4 separate regions of the Sus scrofa genome follow, and regions 1, 2 and 4 are each linked to region 3. Evidence: chromatin contacts called from public HiChIP or PLAC-seq and promoter capture Hi-C data. All regions are on one chromosome and are shown on one strand. The core of a region is the stretch at or near the end of the contact, and the rest is flanking DNA. Distances in the headings are between cores, read along the strand shown. Region 1 holds the start of SBNO1 (protein strawberry notch homolog 1). Region 2 holds the start of C14H12orf65 (probable peptide chain release factor C12orf65 homolog, mitochondrial). Region 3 holds the start of ZCCHC8 (zinc finger CCHC-type containing 8). Region 4 holds the start of DDX55 (ATP-dependent RNA helicase DDX55).

Region 1 (2,700 bases), core at 54-2,553, 710 kb before region 3:
CTTTCGTATTTCTTTCTTTTCATAACGTGACAGATTTGTAATTGCTTGTTTGCCATCATCTACACTAGACATAAACCAGGCTAGTGGAATGTAGGGAACAAGACAGATGAAGGCCTTGTTCTTATGGAACTATTATTATTATAAGGGGTCAATCTGAGCTGTAGCTGCTGGCCTACACCACAGCCACAGCAATGTGGGATTCGAGCTCCCTCTGCGACCTATACCACAGTTCATGGCAACACCAGATCCCCAACCCACTGAGCGAGGCCAGGGTTGGAACCCGCATCCTCATGGATGCTAGTCAGATTCATTTCTGCTCAGCCACCACAGGAACTACCCCCCCCCAACCTTCATAGGTTTTTAATGTGCGTGTGAGGATTAAACAAAGTAACAGTAGCAAAGTGATTTGTTGGCATTTTAAAATGTTTATTTACATGCATACATATATAATGCATATTTATGTATAAAAACACTAAGTTGAAAGATTCATAATTATTCTCTCCATGACTACTTTTTTTCCTTTCCTCTAGCCCCTTACTGTCTCTTGAAGAGCTCACACCTTAACAACTAAGTGTTTGAATGACTAGGTCTGCTTTGAGCTCAAGGCGACAGCAAAGCGACCGCCAGTAGGGGGCAAGAATCACCTAGGCGTGCCTATTACCTAAGCAACGGGTTCAAACAGCATTCTCAGAATGACTTTACAAAAGGGTTACCAAGAAGTTAATTTGTTTATTCTGTTAGATCACTTAAAAGTAGTAGCAATAATAATCATCATAATGGATAATACAAAAATAAGGAAGTGAGAGGCGGTAGCGACAGATATGCAGCAATCATTAATTCAGAGCAATAGTTTGTTCAGGTTACCAGGTGTGTGTGTGTGTGCGTGCGCGAGAAAAAAGGAAACCGAGCTGACTGCGCTCTCACTCATTAGGATATGATTGTAGCAGTCGGAGCAGTAGAGGGGCTCCGAGTTCCTTGCGGTCTCACATTGAATAAAGTGCTTTAGGAGAGCCTAACAAGAAATCATTACGAGAATTTCTTGCTAGAATTAACTAAGGTAACGAGTTTTTCAAAGTGACAAAGACGCCACTAGGTAACTTCCTGAGCCATAGCCACGCACCAAAAAGGTTTCGAAAACAGCTTCGAGCCCCTCCTTGCCCGACGTTGAAAGCAGGTGTGGGACGCATGCGCACGGCCCACCGGCTGACCTGCTCGGGGCAACCCAGAACAGACCTTCCTCCCGACATGCCGCGAGGGAGAAAAGGAGGGGAAAACGAACTCTCGCGATTCTTTCAAACGCCGGCGGAAGCAGTAGACACGTGACTCTCCTAGGCGGCCTTCGTCTTCCCCCCCTCCCCCTTCTCGGAAACCCGGCCCCCTCACCCCTCGCCCACCCCGGAGCCGCGATAATGGACCGTTTGGGTTCCAGAATTCCTTTGGATTCAACCACTGGTACAGGGTCGGCGGGAGCCGGTGGAGTCCGTGCTTGGCGGAAAAGGCGGGGGGCGGCCAAGATGGGGGGGGAAATCATCTTCCTTCACCTAGGAGAGAGGCGGGGCGGAGAGAGGGGCTGGGGTTTGCGGTGGGGGGGGAGGGAGGAAGTCACGTGGGTCCTGCGGCGCGCGCTGCGTGCGCGCGGCGCCTCATCCGTCGCCCCACCCCCTCCCGGTGGGGCGGGGGGGGTTGGGGGAGGGGCGTCAAGATGGCGGCGGGGAGGTAGGCAGAGCCGGACGCTGCTGCTGCCGCCGCCACCGCCGCCTCCGCTCCAGTCGCCTCTGGTCCTTCAAGCTGTCGCCGCCCGGGAGAAGGTGTTCCAGCGTCAGATCCTGTGGGGAAAGTAAGTCCTCCCTGTAGCCCTTTTATGTCTCCACACTCCTCCTCCCGGACAGCCTCCCACTCCCACCCTCCTCAGGGGGCCGTGTGGGGCCAGGCTGGGGGGGGCCGCCACCTCACCCCGGCTTCGGGCCTCCCGCGCCCCTCGCTGCCCTCTCAGCTGCGTGCCCCGGGGTCCTCGGAGGCACGGTCCCGGCCGCGGCCCCGACGCGCTGGCTTCCTCCGTCGGTCAGCGCCGGGCCCTGCGGTCGCCGCGCGTGGGGCTGTCGGGCTCCTGGGGCCCCGCTGTCCCAGACCGAAGGCACCCCGTTTGGGCGAGGAGGCAGCGTTTGCGGACGCCAGCTCTGGCTCTGCCGGGATCGCCCCCCGTGCTCCCCCGTCTCGACCAGGGGATGCGAGGTCCCGGACTCGTAGGAAAGTGAGCTCCACAACCCTTCAAAAGTCTTCCGCTGGAGGATTGCTTTGGTTCGGGGCGAGTGCGGAAGGCGACAGGGTTGCCCAAGATGTGGACCCCCACACCTACGGTTTGCTTGTTACCTTGCTCTCAGGGCAGTAGGGACGGTACGTGGGACACGTGGGGCCACCTTCACGCTTCACCCAGTGATTAGGTTAATTTTGCCTGGAGCTTGTTCGCTCGCCTCTTGGACCCTAAGTAAGAATCTATAGGGAGGGAAAGGCGGTCCGGGATTTGCTTACTTTGAGAGCGTTTGGCGTAACGAGCATCTAAAGTTCCCCAAACCAGTATACGCTGGTGGTTTCCCAGAAGTGGTTTGGGGTCGGTTTAACCGCGGAGGAGATTTGGATGTTCCTGAACCCTTGTGATTGTTTCTTTCCTGACCCTGGCATCCAGCTCCTCCCCTTTCCACC
Region 2 (2,700 bases), core at 100-2,599, 610 kb before region 3:
TCCTCATGGATATTAGTCAGGTTTGTTACTGCTGAGCCACAACAGGAACTCCCCCGTTACTTGATTTTGGACTTAACATTTTTCTTGCAAGAAAACATACCTCCCTCTGCCTAGAACTGTCTCAGGAATTCCCGTTCCCATCTTTCTGTGAGTGCAAAATTCTCAAATAGAAATTTTGTAACCAACTGAAATTAGTGATAAAACTTTTGTGGGGGGGGGGCTTGAAACATGGTCACTGAAAAGAAAGCCATGTGCTTAAAAATAATTTGATTTGGGAGTTCCTTGGAGGTCTAGTGGCTAGAATTTGGCTCATTCACCGCCTGGGGTTCAATCCCTGGTCTGGAAGCTGAGATCTTACTTCAAGCTGCTACAAGCAGTAAGCTAGAAAAAAAAAAATTTTTTTTTTTTTAAATTTTGGTTAAGTATTACACATACAGTACTGATTGGGGATTTACACAACTGGGGAGGGAGGATTTCATTTATTTAAACTTGAAATGTTTCACACATGGAGTTTCGGGTAGACTGAATTTTTACTGTTGAAACAAAATTCTAGGTATTCTTAAGAGGCTCAGATCAGATGGAAGGTCTCTTCACAGATTTGCTATTCCAAGGGCAAATATCTTCTCCATCCTGGCTTCTCAACGACAGGGCTAGCAAAGTCCCTTTCTTGTGTGCTCAGGTCACCTGAAGGGAAATCTAACAGCTAGAAGTACCTTAAAGGTTAAGAACCTTTCGTCTGAAGAATAAGAACTGAACAGCGCGTGTAAGACGGGCTGGGGGCCCACGGGGAGGGATGCGGGTTCTCCTTGGTCCTTTCAAAGGACTGGCAAGAGCAGAACACCCACCATGCCTGAAATAAGCCCTGCTGCGCACTAACAGCTCCCTAAGGCTCTGCCTAAAGAGTAAATGAGCATCGCTCATGTGCCCTCGGGCCTCGGTGGAACTGTTTTCTCCACAAAAGTGGGCTCTCCTCCTCTCCCACTTCAGGTCCGAGAAGAGCCCTTGCCAATCCCCACAGCCTAGGGTAAACCAGGTTCAGGGAAAATTTAGCTCAGGTGTCTGGGCTGGCCTCAGGTCAATGAGCTGAGCGATTCAGGGTTGCGAACTGGGAAACTCAGGGGCACTAGTTCCCAGTCCTCTCTAGGAGCCCCTGACGATCGTGGGCAATCGTGGTACCTGGCTTCTCTGCAGACGCTTACCTGACCTCAGGACTGGCCTCCCGCCACCAATGTTCTGGAGGAACCGGAATCATCGCAGGACCGGGAAAGCAAACGCGATCCCGGGCCTGCGCACGCGCGGTATTCCTGCCGCAGCCCCCGCTCACCTGAGTCCCTTCATCTTACTAACTGCGCATGCGGGAAACAGAGGCTACTTTCCCGCGTAGCTGCAGTAGGTTCCCAGAGAGCCAATCAGATGAGAGGACCTGACAGCAGCCCCGCCCCCTCTCTTTTCTCAGGCATCCGACAGCCACTTCCTTGGGAGTTGGGGGACTGGCCTCTGGAAGTCGACGCGCTGGCCGCGGCTCGGCCGTCTCCGCCCCCTTCCGGGCAGCCAATTGCATCTAAGACGTCTGGCGCGCGCACGCTCCCTCGAGTTTAACGGTCGCGAGAGGCCGCTCGCCCGATCGTAACATCAGCAGTGAGAGCCGGGGCCAGGTAAGCGGCCGCCGGCCTGAGGGGAGCTGCCAGTCACGGGGGAAAGGGGACGCGATATCGAAGACACCAACTCAGCGGACCCTTGGGTGTGCTGATGGGTTAGGGCGGGGGTAGCCGACGGTCAGCAGAAACCACCGCAGCAAAACCAGCGGGCGTGTGGGGCTTTGCCTGCGGACGTGAGCCTTTTCTAGACTCTGTGCCCTTGAGTGACATCCTCACGGCCCAATCGCGGAGCACCTCTTCCCGAGGGGCGGGGGGCTTGAGGGATTTCGCTTTTCTCCCCCCACACCCCCCGCTCAGCTTCCTCTGCTTACTTTTGGGGGATTATAATTATAGTTTATTGGTTGGAGCAGTGGCTTTAACTCTGGCCTCTCTACTGTCTACAGTTGAGGCGACTGCGTGGGTCCTCCCTCGCCTTCCTACTTTAATCCGAGAGCCGCCAGCAGCAGTTGCGGTGCGTCTGTGAGCACGAGAATGTCAGGATCTGGCCTCAAAACCTGAAATCATCCCTTCCGTCCCCCTTCTCAGGTTCCCAACAAAGCAGAACGCCTCGTTAACATATTCTCAGTGAATCAGTTGTTCTTTTCCCCGTTAACTCCTTTTTTTTGCTAGGAGCTGGAGACATCAAAAGCATCATATTTTGTTGCTGGAAGATACAAAAATGTCTCAGTTCTTATATACATTCTCCAGCAGCTTTTTAAAATTTTGCATTGTGTATCGGTTTTTTATCTTTTTAGGGCCGTACCCACCGCATACGGAGTTTCCCAGGCTAGGGGTCGAATTGGAGCTGCAGCCACTGGCCTAGGCTACAGCCACAGCCAGGCCAGATCCGAGCCCCGTCTGCGACCTACACCGTATGTCCGGATCCTAAACGCACTTAACAAGGCCAGGGATCGAACCTGCGTTCTCACAGTTCCTAGTCAGATTCCTTTCCGCTGAGCCACGAAGGGAACTCCTATATCAGTTTTTTAAAAATTTATCTCTGCTGTCACCCAGCTCTTTCCCCCCACCCCCCAAACTGGGGAAGCCTCATCGCATTTCACAT
Region 3 (2,700 bases), core at 154-2,653:
CATCTGTTTTAGGATAAAATTATCTCAAGGTACATCATAGTCAAAATTGAACTCACTCTTGGCTTCCAAACCTGGTCAACATATGTTGTTCTCTATCTCTAGTAATCATTTATTCAAGTTTGTTAAGTCAGATCCTGGCAAATAATTCACAACCCTTTCCTCTCCTTCCCCATAACCCTTGAGTTATCTCTGTTCTTTATTTTTCAAATATCCTCTATTAAATACCAACTCTCCACCACTTGCCACTACCTAATCTAACATTTGTTGATTTTATTACAAAAATCTATTCCATCTGTCTCCTAGACTGCCACCAATTCTTTTCCTACCATGCAATCAGGACCATCCTATCAAAATGTAAATTTGTAGCTCACAGACACACCACCTGTTTAAAATGCTTACCAATTTGGGGATGGGAAGAATGAATATGCCTAATATGGTCTCTGAGTACTGGCCTAATTAACGTTCCACCCCGGGCCTCCTCTTGCTCCACTCTGCCTTTTCATACGGAATTTTTTTCCTTTTTTTTTTTTTTTTTTTTTTTCTTTTTAGGGCCACACTTAACAGCATATGAAATTCCCAGGTTAGGAGTTGAATTGGGGCTGTAGCCGCCTATACCACAGCCACAGAAATGCCGGATCTTTAATCCACTGAGCAAGGCCAGGGACCAAACCTTTCATTCTCATTCTCATGGATGCTAGTCGGGTTCGTTACTGTTGAGCCACAAGAGGAACTCCCTATTTTGCTCACTCTTGCATTCTCAGCTCCTAGAACAGTACCTGGCACACTGAATGTGGTAAATAAATGTTACTGAATGAATGGGTGATTGAAGGAGAAACCACCAAAAGCCACAACAGACAAAGCTAAAGTAACCTAAAGCTTGAGCTTCATGGAAAAAAAAAAAAAAAAAAAAAAAAAAAAACCAACCAACTGAAGTAGCTTCTCCAAGATTACAAATGTATCCTATGGCAAAGCTGGAGTTCCTTATTCTCTAGTTTGGCACGCAACCACAACATGTGATAAACCATGCATCGTGCTCTGATTTTTTTCAGCCTTAGATACATAACAGGGACAACTCGTAACATTTTGATCTAGTTGGGCTTTCTTCACGTTTTAAAAGGACCAATCCCAGTATGCAGTGCAAACAATGAGTTAACAGTCGCTTAGAAACCACATGTCCCAGCATGCCATGCTTCGGAGCAATCTCAGAGGTGGGTCTGAGGAAACGCCGTTGCATTCTGGGAGTTGTAGTCTCACAGGACTGGCCCGCCCCTTGTGCAGCTCCGGCGGCCTACGTTTAGGAGGAAACCCTACTGGGTGGCTTAGATCGGCCGGAGCCGGGAGAGCGGTGCCGCCCAACAACCTTGGCCGCCGGCCGGGTGGCCAGCTCCGCCTCTTCTCGTGTCTTTTCCCACAGCCCAAAATGGCGGCGGAGGTGGATTTTGGCGATCTAGAGCTGTTCGAGGCGTTTGACCACGCCGAGGAGTCGATTCCGAAGCCCGTTCACACCCGCTTCAAGGAAGACGACGGCGACGAGGAGGATGAGAATGGAGTCGGCGACGCGGAGCTCCGGGAACGGCTTCGGCAGTGCGAGGAAACCGTCGAGCAGCTCCGCGCCGAGAATATCCTTCCCCTCGCTGGGCCGTGTCACCCGGGCGTGTGGTGGGTGCGGTGCCGGGAAGAGCGCGGGCGGAAATTCCACCAGGGCCAGAACTCAGGCTGAGAATCTAGGGTTCAGATTGCGTAAACTGTCCCCCAGGCCTCGGCGCGGGACCTCTCCCTTAGTGGGATGCGTCTCCTGGACTTGATTCGCGCCTCCCGCCCCCCCCCCCCAATTCCGGGGCCGGATTTTAGGGTTATTTCGGACAGTTTCAACTGTTAAATTGTAGGCTCTTCACCACTTGTCTTCCTCTCTTTGGAATCACTACCCGACTTCATTTTCTGCAGCCCAGCTAAAGTTGATGAAGCCGTGTTATAGTTAGGAGATACCGGCTGTTTAGACTTTGGCGCAGATCTGTCTTTCCAGTGGGGCAGAAGTGAGGGGTCCTGGGATGTAGAGTCGGGGCCCTTAAGGGTTCGAAGCGCGGAAAGAAAAATGGTTAATTGCTTGAAGAACATTGAGGATTCATTTTAAAGTTCTTCCACTTTAAAATAGCTTCCGTGGTGAAGATGTATTGCAAAGGTTTAGAGAAGACGCGCCAAATCAGTTTCCGTTTGTCTTTAGTTTACAGCCTTTCTAGCAAGATGTGTGACTGTTTTTTCACATTCTTAGAGGGTTTTTGTTTTGTTTTACTATTCATACAGATAACTTTGGTTCAGGTAGTTTTGCTAATGGAAAGATCCCTGAAAGCGGTTGGTAAATCATCTTTTAAGGTTTAAGAGGTCATTTTTTATAATGCCTTTTTCCTCAACATTTTATTATGAGAAATTTCAAAATACAGGAAAGTTGAAAGGATTTTACAGTGATCTTTACAGAGTCCATCCTAGCTTATTAGGTCCTTAACAGTGTCTTATGCTGCATGTACTTTATTTGAATAATCATGATGCTGCTGACTTGGACAATTATCTTTAGTGAGTGGCTGTTTAACTTCTGACAGGACACCGTTGTCTGAATAACGTTTTTGGTTGTCTGTTAGTCTCTTTTGAACTGCATGAACCTGCCTTAGAAAGATCACGTTTAAAAGGATGAAAATGATGTTTTAG
Region 4 (2,700 bases), core at 33-2,532, 880 kb before region 3:
AGGGCCCTCCTCCCCACCGCCCGCGCTGAGTACCTGCACCGGCGTCATGTACGGAAAACCCAGCTCCTGCAGCACATCCAACACCCGCGGGTGCAGCGGCACGGGTAGCGACTCCCAGGAACCCTCCGTCACGTGCTCCATGGCTCTCTCCGCCACCGCATCTACCACTCGGACTTCTCCCGGGCGCACTTCCGCTTCCGGCTGCCAACTGGGCCGACCGGGAACCGTGCTGCAGTCGCATAGTTCCGGGAGGGCAGGAAAGGCGCTCTGGCCGCTAGAGAGGAGAAAGAGGGCCTCCCGCTAATGAAAGTGGACAGAGGAGGGCCGGGCCGTAGTTGTGTTATCTGTTTAGCGCAGCCACTTGGGCTCGGGGCGTCTTTCCTACCGAACAGGCATTTGGGAAGAGGGATTTTGCCTCGGCTTGCACACTTTCCCCGCTTGTCGGAGGCAGGTGGCAGCATGACATAACTGTCCAAAGGACAGGACCGAGTCCAATGAGGCTGCAGAGAGTAGTCGGAAATGTACCCCATTCCCGGAGCCCCGGGTTAACAGATACGCAAAAGAGGCTGTGGATGGGGGATCCACTGCCTAGTGTGTAACAAATGATTTACTTCCAAGAAGTTAGGTCAAAGACCTAAACACGAACTTTGTATCTTACTCCTGTGTTCAGCACTGGATTGATTGACTCCTCCACGTACAGTCAGTCAGCAAGCTTTTACTGACCAGTTATTATGTGCTGGGCCAGTATCTTCGGATTGGCTTGTTCCCTGACAACCATCAGGACTTTTCAAATACCATTTCAGTGAAGTCTTCCTTCCTAATCACTAAAACTACTTACCCTACTTTATTTTTTTCCCATAGCACTTAACCATTAATATGCCATATAATTTACCTATTAGGTCAATCTCCCCCACTAAAAGGTGAATCCCACGATGGGGATTTTTCTCCGTTTTCTGTATCTCAGTGGCTACAACTGGTAGCACACAGCAGTCAGTTGGGGATGAATAAATGAGAATAGTACTCAGGCACCTCAAACTAGACAAAGTGAAAGAGAAAAGCCTGAGGCAACATTTTCATTTAATGTGATCATCACATCCTCAAAATGCCTTTGACAACTGTTTGACAAAATAGGAATTCCGGACAGGTCTGAAAGCAAAGACAGAGGGAAAGAGTATAGCTGAATTTGCATTTGGGAGGTCTATTTACTAATTTTTTATCTAGGGACCTAGGACACTTCCCAAGCTTTCTTTTCCCCATCTTTTTGTCTTTTTAGGACCAAACCCGAGGCGTGTGGAGGTTCCCAGGCTAAGGGTACAATTGGAGCTGCAGCCACCAGGCTATACCAGAGCCACAGCAACGTGGGATCTGAGACAAGTCTGCAACCTACACCACAGTTCATGGCAATGCTGGATCCCTAACCCACTGATCAAGGCTAGGGATGGAATCTTCGTCCTCATGGATGCTAGTTGGGTTCGTTAACCACTGAGCCACAACAGGAACTCCTTTTTTTTTTAATGGTCACATCCACGGCATATGGAACTTCCCAGGCCAGGGACTGAATCTGAGCCATAGCTGCAACCGTCGCTGCAAGCGCAGCAACGCAAGGTCTTTTAACTCACTGTCCCAGGCCAGGGGTTGAACCCAAGCCTCCGAAGACAGGTTCTTAACCCATTGCACCATGGCGGGAACTCCTAAGCATCTTTCTCACTTCCATGAGAATTATAATACCACACAAGATAATGGAGGTTTTGACAACTAAATGATACAAGAGTTTATAAAGCGCTTAGCATTACACCAGGCGCATCACACAGTGGTGGACAGAGTAGTTTCATTACTAGCAGCCCTTAGTGTAATAGAGGAAGCGGAACCATTTCTAGAGGCAGAGATCTAGATTCTGGTCCCATCAATCACTCTTCATCTGGGAGCCTTGGGCAAATCATTTAATCCCTTTTAAACTTATTTTTCACATCTATAAACCAAGTGATTGAGTGAAAATAACTCAGTTGGGTTTTTTCCCAAATGAAAAAAATACTTAAGATGTTAGCAATGACCCACCAGGAGTTCCACTGGTGGCACAGTGGAAACAAATCCAACTGGGAACCATTAGGTTGCAGGTTTGATCCCCGGCCTTGTTCCATGGGTTAAGGATCTGGAGTTGCCCGTTGCTGTGAGCTGTGGTATAGGTTGCAGATGCAGCTCAGATCTGGCATTGCTGTGGCTGTGGTGTAAGCCAGCAGCTGTAGCTCCGATTTGACCCCTAGCCTGGGAAACTTCATACATCACAGGTGAGCTCCCCGACACCCAAAAAAAAAGAAAGAAAAAAGAGAAGAAAAAAACAATGACCCATTAAAGAAGCCACACAGGGAAACCTAAAATTAGGTTCCTAATCACTATCCTCAATATCCTAATCACTATTTTTTATTCACAGACACAAAAAATGCAGATATTTATGAGGCATCATTACTGAGAAAATATAACTTTATGAGGCATCATTACTGAGAAAATATGATTAGAAAGTTGGTATTTAACAAATGTGAATTAATCATTAATATATAGGAGTTCCCATCATGGCTCAGTGGTTAATGAATCCAACTAAGAGTCATGAGGTTGCGGGTTCAATCCCTGGCCTCACTCAGTGGGTTAAGGATCCAGCATTGCTATGAGCTGTGATGTAGGTTGCAGATGCTGCTGTGGCTCTGG

What was found. Promoter capture Hi-C pulls out the DNA fragments that hold promoters and counts their contacts. HiChIP or PLAC-seq counts read pairs in DNA pulled down with a chosen protein or histone mark.
Region 1: a promoter capture Hi-C map of liver shows a contact between it and region 3, with 4 times the contacts expected there. The contact joins the promoter of SBNO1 here to the promoter of ZCCHC8 in region 3. A contact is called at or near these places in 1 of 5 promoter capture datasets (liver) and 2 of 2 datasets of contacts at active chromatin or transcription factors (alveolar macrophages and skeletal muscle).
Region 2: a contact with region 3 is called in an H3K27ac HiChIP or PLAC-seq map of skeletal muscle, with 4 times the contacts expected there. The contact joins the promoter of C14H12orf65 here to the promoter of ZCCHC8 in region 3. A contact is called at or near these places in 1 of 5 promoter capture datasets (liver) and 1 of 2 datasets of contacts at active chromatin or transcription factors (skeletal muscle).
Region 4: a contact with region 3 is called in an H3K27ac HiChIP or PLAC-seq map of skeletal muscle, with 8 times the contacts expected there. The contact joins the promoter of DDX55 here to the promoter of ZCCHC8 in region 3. A contact is called at or near these places in 1 of 5 promoter capture datasets (fetal skeletal muscle) and 1 of 2 datasets of contacts at active chromatin or transcription factors (skeletal muscle).

The regions. Positions count from the first base shown.
Region 1 is chr14:29,557,800-29,560,499 of Sscrofa11.1, forward strand. SBNO1 (protein strawberry notch homolog 1) reads left to right here and starts at 1,304. Exons shown (of 31, transcript XM_021073996.1): 1 at 1,304-1,837.
Region 2 is chr14:29,657,557-29,660,256 of Sscrofa11.1, forward strand. C14H12orf65 (probable peptide chain release factor C12orf65 homolog, mitochondrial) reads right to left here and starts at 1,350. Exons shown (of 4, transcript XM_001928287.6): 1 at 1,200-1,350. MPHOSPH9 (M-phase phosphoprotein 9) reads left to right here and starts at 1,472. Exons shown (of 24, transcript XM_021074060.1): 1 at 1,472-1,655.
Region 3 is chr14:30,263,120-30,265,819 of Sscrofa11.1, forward strand. ZCCHC8 (zinc finger CCHC-type containing 8) reads left to right here and starts at 1,404. Exons shown (of 15, transcript NM_001190154.1): 1 at 1,404-1,619. The coding sequence starts at 1,421.
Region 4 is chr14:29,387,503-29,390,202 of Sscrofa11.1, forward strand. DDX55 (ATP-dependent RNA helicase DDX55) reads right to left here and starts at 1,283. Exons shown (of 13, transcript XM_003359086.4): 1 at 34-1,283. The coding sequence starts at 141.